Regions from separate parts of the Drosophila melanogaster genome. Here region 2 is linked to region 1. Evidence: chromatin contacts called from public Hi-C data. All regions are on one chromosome and are shown on one strand. Each heading gives the region's core, a stretch centred on a gene start, on an enhancer-like site or on the middle of the called end of the contact. The rest is flanking DNA. Distances are from core to core; before and after follow the strand shown. Region 1 holds the start of Dhfr (Dihydrofolate reductase). Region 2 holds the start of Arl6IP1 (ADP-ribosylation factor-like 6 interacting protein 1).

Evidence for each region. Hi-C and Micro-C count contacts between places; a contact is called where the count stands out from the background.
Region 2: a contact with region 1 is called in a Hi-C map of the Kc167 cell line, with 1.9 times the contacts expected there. The contact joins the promoter of Arl6IP1 here to the promoter of Dhfr in region 1. A contact is called at or near these places in 15 of 107 Hi-C or Micro-C datasets (the Clone 8 cell line, the D17-c3 cell line, the Kc167 cell line and 7 more) and 2 of 6 datasets of contacts at active chromatin or transcription factors (both in the Kc167 cell line).

Annotation. Positions count from the first base shown.
Region 1 is chr3R:16,478,558-16,482,769 of dm6, forward strand. It overlaps Dhfr (Dihydrofolate reductase), which reads left to right and starts at 2,610. Exons shown (of 2, transcript NM_001043255.2): 1 at 2,610-2,783; 2 at 2,834-3,321. The coding sequence starts at 2,704. The coding sequence ends at 3,302. It overlaps Gyc89Db (Guanylyl cyclase at 89Db), which reads left to right. Exons shown (of 2, transcript NM_142294.4): 2 at 194-2,513. The coding sequence starts at 270. The coding sequence ends at 2,279. Sdhaf3 (Succinate dehydrogenase assembly factor 3) reads right to left here and starts at 3,895. Exons shown (of 3, transcript NM_142295.4): 1 at 3,723-3,895; 2 at 3,547-3,656; 3 at 3,304-3,490. The coding sequence starts at 3,804. The coding sequence ends at 3,320. Der-2 (Derlin-2) reads right to left here. Exons shown (of 3, transcript NM_142296.3): 3 at 4,137-4,212. It also overlaps asRNA:CR46029.
Region 2 is chr3R:16,641,904-16,646,316 of dm6, forward strand. Arl6IP1 (ADP-ribosylation factor-like 6 interacting protein 1) reads left to right here and starts at 1,702. Exons shown (of 3, transcript NM_142313.3): 1 at 1,702-2,005; 2 at 2,115-2,480; 3 at 2,645-3,268. The coding sequence starts at 1,982. The coding sequence ends at 2,848. It overlaps nonA-l (nonA-like), which reads left to right. Exons shown (of 1, transcript NM_001275717.1): 1 at 1-1,209. The coding sequence ends at 317. CG10324 reads right to left here. Exons shown (of 3, transcript NM_142314.3): 2 at 4,117-4,413; 3 at 3,169-4,043. The coding sequence ends at 3,271.

The DNA of each region.
Region 1 (4,212 bases), core at 1,360-3,859:
GCATCCTAGCCTACTACCAATCACTTAAGTTGTGTACGAGTTTGTTGGCCTAATCCCTGACCCAACGCAACGAAATTGTCCTAAATCCTCCGGGGTACGAACACAGTTTACCTAATTACCAGCTCAGAGCGATGGAAAAACTTTGGCTAACCACACCCCTAAATATGTGACTGCCAACTTTGTTTCGTTACAGGATAAACTTTTACGAAGGCAATTTCGACGATAGGCAGGACTTCACAGGACCAAGGACATTCACATCCTGCCCCATCATGTACGGAATGCTGTACGAGAGCGTGCAGCACTATATCCAGCAGGAGTATGGCATGGAGACCTGGCGAAAGGTCTGCCAGATTGTCGACTGCAAGCATCAGAGCTTCAAGACACATCAGATCTATCCGGACAAGCTGATGCCGGACTTTGCGGCAGCCCTGTCCGCCAGCACGGGCGAGTCCTTCGACTTCTGCATGAACTTCTTCGGGCGCTGTTTTGTGCGATTCTTCAGCAACTTCGGCTACGACAAGATGATCCGCTCCACAGGGCGATACTTCTGCGACTTCCTGCAGTCCATCGACAACATTCACGTGCAGATGCGTTTCACCTATCCCAAGATGAAGTCGCCCAGCATGCAGTTGACCAACATGGATGACGATGGGGCTGTGATCCTGTACCGCAGCGGCCGAACTGGCATGTCCAAGTACCTGATTGGCCAGATGACCGAGGTGGCCAAGGAGTTCTACGGCCTAGACATGACTGCCTATGTCCTGGAGAGCCAAAATGACATATGCGGTGGCACAGCCGGTCCCATCAAGCTTACGGAGGGTCCTCTGACCGTGATTGTCAAGTATCGGCTGGACTTCGATAATCGCGATTATATGGCCAAGCGGGTCAATGTCATCGCGCATCCTTCGCAGCTGAAGATGCCGTCGGTGGACCTGAATGTGTTCCTCGAGCTGTTTCCCTTCACCATTGTGCTGGATCACGACATGAAAATCACACTTGCGGGCGAGAAGATTGTCGAGACGTGGATTCTGCATAATCCTGGAGTGAACCCAAAGACCTTTATTGGCAGTCACATATTGGAGCGGTTCAAGTGCCGTCGTCCCAAGGACACTCAGATCCAATGGGAGACCATTCTGCAAATGCGTACAGTTCTCTTCGAGTTTGAGCTCATCCGTACGGGTCACAATCGTGCCGCCTATGATGCGGCCTTGAACTTTGACTTTGAAAACTTTGATGAAGCCAGCAGCCTGAACGAGGCGCAGGCCATGGCTTTGGCCAGTGCCAAGGAGTTTAGTGCGGAGAACGCCAAGGAAGAGGCAGCAGCGGCAGCCACCTCCAAGGACGAAATCGATCCCGCCACGGGACAGAGACGCCATTCGGTGGGCCTCCGATCTATCCTGTTGAAGGGACAAATGTTCTATATCAAAGATGTGGACTCGCTGATCTTCCTGTGCAGTCCTCTAATCGAAAATCTCGATGAGCTGCATGGAATCGGTCTCTATTTGAACGATCTTAATCCGCATGGACTGAGTAGAGAGCTTGTGATGGCGGGATGGCAGCACTGCTCCAAGCTGGAGATAATGTTTGAGAAGGAGGAGCAGCGATCGGATGAGCTGGAAAAGTCGCTGGAACTGGCAGATTCCTGGAAGCGGCAGGGAGATGAGCTACTGTATTCCATGATACCGCGACCCATTGCCGAGCGAATGAGAAAGAGCGAGGAGCACGTGTGTCAGAGTTTCGAGGAGGTATCCGTCATTTTCATCGAGGTAATGAATATCTATGACAGTGGGTCCAACAACATCCAGGATGCCATGCAGGCGGTGACCACCTTAAACAAAGTGTTTTCGGCATTGGACGAAGAGATCATTTCCCCGTTTGTTTACAAAGTGGAGACCGTGGGCATGGTTTACATGGCTGTTTCGGGTGCTCCTGATGTGAATCCCCTGCATGCCGAACACGCCTGCGATTTGGCCTTAAGGGTGATGAAGAAGGTCAAAGCCCATGCTCTTCCCGGGGTGGCTATACGGGTGGGCATTAACTCGGGACCCGTCGTCGCCGGCGTGGTTGGGATGAAGGTTCCTCGATACTGTCTCTTTGGAGACACCGTTAACACCGCCTCGCGAATGGAGAGCAGCAGCGATCCCTGGATGATCCAGCTGTCCAACTATACTGCGCTGAAGGTGCAAAAGGTGGGCTATAAGGTTGAAGCGCGGGGATTTGTCAAGGTCAAGGGCAAGGGCGAGATGGAGACCTACTGGCTTTTGGAGGGACCAGAGTAGAACTGGAGACTTGTTTGTCTTGGAAAATCCAGGAATATCACCACTATGGTATTGAAATATAAAAAACATATTTTGAGACAGAAAATCTTGTAACCCTTTGGAAATAATCAGGCTCGAAAACCTCTTATATCTAATGTATCTAATAACTTTTTGGTAATAGTTAACGAACTTTTAATCCCCTGTAAAGTATATGTGGATCACTATAAAAATAAATTCAAGACACATTGTATCTAGAAATATTGTTTTCGTGGGAGTGGCGCGAAACCAACCTGAAATCTGACTAAGATCTTCATAAGCGTGTTTCGATAATAGGTAAGTAATCGAAGCTATCGAAATCGGTTCCAGCATTGCCTTGATCAGCTGTTTGAATTTTATAGCTTGGAAGATAATTTTCAAGCTTATGCTTTCTCAGTAAGGATTAAGGATGCTTCGATTCAATTTAATCGTGGCAGTTTGCGAGAATTTCGGAATCGGCATCAGAGGCGATCTACCATGGCGCATTAAGTAAGTTGGTAACAAGGATTGAACCGCAGCTAAAGCTTTTGTACCATCAGATCTGAGCTGAAGTACTTCAGCCGCACCACCAAGCGAACAAGTGATCCCACCAAGCAAAATGCCGTGGTAATGGGCAGGAAAACCTACTTCGGAGTGCCGGAAAGCAAGAGGCCTCTTCCCGATCGGCTGAACATAGTGCTGAGCACCACACTTCAGGAAAGTGATCTGCCCAAGGGAGTACTATTGTGCCCCAATCTCGAGACGGCCATGAAGATCCTTGAGGAGCAGAACGAAGTGGAGAACATTTGGATTGTGGGCGGTAGTGGAGTCTACGAGGAGGCCATGGCCTCGCCAAGGTGTCACCGGCTGTACATTACCAAAATAATGCAGAAGTTCGATTGCGACACCTTTTTCCCCGCGATCCCTGACAGCTTTCGAGAGGTCGCGCCCGATTCCGACATGCCACTGGGTGTGCAGGAGGAGAATGGCATTAAATTCGAGTACAAGATTTTGGAGAAACACTCATAATAAAATAATACACTGATTTATTTGCCTTGCGCATCTTCTACTCCCTTGGCCGCCAGCATCAGCTCGTATAGTTGGACTACTTGGTCGTCTTTCAACATTTCTACAGTCTTGGGGTCAATCTCTTCGCCCAGCTCTCCCTTGGGCTTGCCCCGAATCCCTAGTTGTTGGGTGATTGTGGACGCATATCGCTGCAATGGAAGATTTGCTTAGTATGGCGCCTTTTTGTTTATTACGTAAAACTTACGGCCCACTCTGTCATAAAGAGCTGTGCCTCCATGGGATTGCACTTGAGGTGTCGCCGGAACTCGTCCCGCACATAGTTATCGCCCAGAGCACGAAGTTCCGCTGGAAGTCCTACGGAGTACAGAAGTTTAGTTGAAATGCATGCAATTTATAGTAATAGGGAATTTTTCATCTTACCTCTGTGCAGTCGCAAGATCGTTTTGTACAGCAGTCGGACCCTCTGAGGGTGGGTCAGTTGGCTCATCAAAATTCTGGACATCCTGAGTTCATATCATATAACATACTAATACTATACTATTTAGCAGCCGGCTAAAAACTAAATACGAGCGAATAACAACTGTTTTGTCGCAGCCAGTGTTGGCTAACGTCAAATTGAGTTGGCAGGTGGCAACGTATTAAAAGTTTGGCGCGCATTTGAATTGTCACCTTTAAAAGTTCAATGCTATTTTCATATTATATTTAAGTTAGGCACTTCGAATTGAACCACACTTCCGCAAACCAAATAATGTAAAAAGAAAATGTTTTTTTCAAATGGTTTTTTTTTATCAATCCCCAAGCGATTTCAAGCATTTTAAAACTGCAGGTCTTTTTATATAATGATTTATTTGTGGCATGGTTTGTATATATATAATCATCACATGTGCAGTGTAGGTTCAATCTGTCGTGG
Region 2 (4,413 bases), core at 452-2,951, 160 kb after region 1:
AACAAGCCGAGGAGATTCGAAAGCGGGAAGAGGAATACATGCATCGTTATCAAAACCAATTACTTCGCCATGAGGAGGATATGCGAGCCCGTCAGCAGGAGAACGATTTGCTAATGCAGGCCAAGAAACTCAACATGATCCTCGATCAGCAGGAGGGATTCGGAGGCAGCAACTCTGGATTCGAACACTTTGATTCCCCTTTTGAAGTATTTGGGAACAACAGCAACAATTCAACAATGGCTGGACCTGGAGGTCCAGATAATAGCGACGGAAACCAACACGGACACATTGATTCATGGGGACACCGACGCTTCTAGACACTGAAACCTATATAGATAGCGACGAAAACAATAGTGATCTCATTAGTTACGCATAATATCGGACATTTCGCTCGGCTATGCGTGAACAATAACATAAATAACAAATGGGATCATGCAAGCGAAGATGCATTCATCTCATTATAATATAAATTGAATTTATATAATTAACCAAAAACTGTTAAAAACGGTCTCAACAACAAATCCACCACGAAATATTAACACAAAAATGACAAAATCCAAACACGAATGGCAACTTACAAGATGTGCAGTATTTCGAAGAAAAACACCTGAACATAACCATCCATCATCCATTAGATATATGTAGAGACTACCTCCTAACACGATTAATTTTTGTCTATCATTCAAATTAAATATTGAATGCGACTGAAATTACTGATTATTTGGAGTCGAATATAGATAAAGAGCCTAATTTTTATAATCGTAGATTATACTTTGATTTATGAGTAAATAATCGAAATCGGACTTGCTTTTATTTCAATGTATTTCTCATCCCATCTCTGTCTACTTTTAATAAAAACGGCTCTAACCTAAGGTTTCACTGGGAATTTATGTTGGTAATAAATGTGTTAAAGCGGAAAAGTCGGAAAATGCCATCAGCTCTATTGGGAAATCCGGCAATAAGTTGCAAGGCTGTCCGAAAGGACACATTTCCGCCGGTATCTTCAGTCCCACGACGCTGTCCATATATTAGGTCAAAATGCAATCACTTGTTTAAACAAAAGAATTTATTTGATCAACAGAATGAACTATTGTATGAACCCTCCTCCCATTCACCCAACAATTACACAATTGTATTGTACCGAAGCAATCAAAGATTTCAGTTCAATTACCCGTGGTATAACCATCAATTTGAATTTCCTCGAGATGGAAACAGATGGAAACTCTTCATTTTGTCCAAACGTATATATGTATATATATATATTTTTTTGTAGCTTCGTTAAAGTTCATGATAGTTAAGTACAAATTTCTTTTGAAGTAAATTTTTAGCAATAAACTAAAGCTATTCCGTGCCATTGATATAAGAATTTAAGATCTATATTTACAACATTTTATCTGCATATAATACAAGATGTGGTGGCTTTGAGTTCATTATCTAAGTAAGCCGCTGTTGATTTGCTTGATTAACTAGCAAAAGCCAAAATGATGCTTTGCTTTCCATTTTTGTAGTTTCGAATTGAATAGTACGGCAATTTAATTTTTGATTTATGTATTTATTTTATTAAGCCATTTATGGGCTTTTAGTTCTGCTTATAAAAATCATGATATAGTAAATCAATATTTTATGATAGGATGCTGTCAAGATTTTAAACAAAAATGTAAGCCCAAATGTCAGGTGGCATTAGAATTTAGCATCAGATTTTAGCCAAATCAATACAAGATTTTTAATACAAACTTTTAAAACAGAGTTGTAAAGGGAAAAATTCGATAAGTTCCGATTGAAAGTGCAATCGCTGTTTGAGTGAAACAACCCCTGAATCAGTCATTTCAAAACGTCGATCAACGGTCACACTGCGACTTTGGCGACTTAAAAAACACCCAAGAAAATTGATTTTTCGCTCAAACCGAAAGCAACACCTTTGGGCATCAAATAGATTTCTCGGAATTGAACGCGCACCGCTAGGAAACAAAGAAAAGCCAGCATGGCAGCATCGCAGGTTGACCAGGTGAGCGAAGGGTGGAACTGCCGAAAGCTTTCCGGCCGGAAAACGGCGTCGCCATTGAAGCCCCATTAGTTAATATCATAATGATTCCTCATTTTCCGGCATTTTCCAGAAACGAGCACTTAACAAATTAAAGCACGACTTGGAGCCTTTCCGGACAGCCATCGTGGGAGCGTACGGCGTGCTAACCTGGGAGAAGCAGTACTACGCCGGAGTGGTGTTTGGCGTCATCAGCTGCCTGTACCTGGTGCTGTGGTACCTGGACTTGTCGCTGATTACCCTGCTGTCGCTGCTCGGTGTCATTAGCATTTTGCTGAACTACGCATTCCCCATGGTGTCGCGCCTGATCTTTGGCGGAGTCAACTGGGATGGCGACCAGGAGGCCAAGTTCGAGGACGTGTGCGGCCAGGTGTGCGCCGTCAAGGGCAGCCTGGTGGTCTGGTACGAGTACCTCTTCAACGAGCGGAAGTCCACAGTGGTGAGTAGATGCGGTAGAGACCGTGTGTGTATATGTATATGAAAACAGAGAAGCAGTTTCAGGGCCTAGTATGTGCAGTAGATCTTCTTCTGCAAGCTCAAGTGTAAATAAAAACTTCGGGTTCTATTATTATTTCATCTCACATTTATTCGTTTTGATTCCAGTTTGTAATCGTCATGAGTTTGGGTCTTTTGGCTATGGCCTGGATTGGAGCCATCATTAACAATCTACTGCTTATGTACTTGGCCACCCTACTCATCCTCATGTGGCCAGGACTACAGAACAAGGACATTTTTAAGGCCATCACCCAAAGGGCCTCGAAGATTATTAACGAGAAGATCCAGTGCGGCAAAAGGAAGCTGCAGTAAAGGAAAGCAACCAGATAAACTCATCACCATTTGACCAAAAATATAAAACATGCCTAAGTCATCTACTTGCCATTATGCACACATCGCATCACTAAATCACACATTAGGCGCATTGAATTTGAAACTATAAATATCTTAAAAGATAAGAGCAGCGCATACAGAAAAAAAAAACTCGGAAAACTAGCAAATCCGTGGTTCTGGCCCCATCACATCTCCTACTATAAGTTTGTAACATGTAAGACAGAAGTATTCTCGAAACGAGGCGTACGGAGAGAGAAAAAAACGCGCAACAAAAGACAAGGCATTTTTGTGATTATTTTGTGAGTTAATTGAAATTTATGATAATCCCAAGTAAGATAAAAAAAGGAACTTAAGCGTCTAATGAACTATATTTAAATAAAGATTTCAACTAAATAGATCAATCACTGACGGTCTCTTGACCTTGATCGCGTGCGGGACCTGACATGCTTGCTCCTCTTGGTCTTCTTTTTGTGCTTGCTGTGGTGACGACGATGGTTTTCACCGAGGCTGTCATCGCTCTCTAAGCTGGAGTCGTTGTCCGCCTTTCTCGACTTGTTCTTGGACTTCTTTGAGTGTTTTCTTGACTTGTGGCTGGATGATTTCTTCTTGTGCTTCCTGCGTTCATATGCAGAGTCGGAGTCGCTCTCGGTGGACTCTCCCGTATCGTCTGCCTCGTCTGAACTACTCTTTGTTCTTCTGGTGCTTCGGGGACTTTGCGAACGCTTTTGGTCACGGTCTTCCCGCTTCGACTTAGATGGGCTTCTGCCTCTGGGACTCGGCGAACGACGACGCTCACGTTCCTCGCGTTTAGATACAGAGGAGCTACCACTCCGCACATACTTCTTTTCTCGATCCACCTCCTCTTTGTTAGATTTGGCTTCCTTGTACGATTTTCGCTCGTCTTTGTACGTCCTGCGATGTTCGTCTTTGTACGTTTTTTTGTCTTCATATTTGTAAGACCTTTTATCTTCTTCCTTGCATTTCATGCGATAGTCTTCTTTACTAGATCTCTGGTCCCCTGGCTTCGAACTCTTTTGATTTTGAGCTTCATCCCGGTCTGATCTAATTTCTTCCCTGCGGTCTCTGTCCCTTCTTCCTGACGGATTTTCCTGCTTCACAATAATCTGGCCATGCTCGTTTTCATTTTTTTTGAATTCTTCGTATTTGGCAGTGTCTGAAAGTAAATGTAAAAGAAATATAAAAATGTCACAAATATAAAGGATTTGCATTTTCCAGGCTCCACTTACTTATGCACTTGCCATACTGAGAGTACTCCTTGCGGGATACGGGCTGACAAAGGAACTCGTTGAACGCCTCTTTGGCCCCTCCAATTGCCATTTTGACAATTACTCGCCCTGCATGGTCATCAAAACCTTGGATTTGGCCATACTGATCCTTCTGCTTTCCGCCCAGAATGCGCACGTACGCCTGCTTCTTAATCTCCAGTACCTCGTTCTTCTCCGGCTGGACCAGTAGAGCTTTAGGTTTGAGCGCCTTATCTGCTCCCAGGCCCATGCCTTTGGGTCGCAGAAAGGGGGCATCAT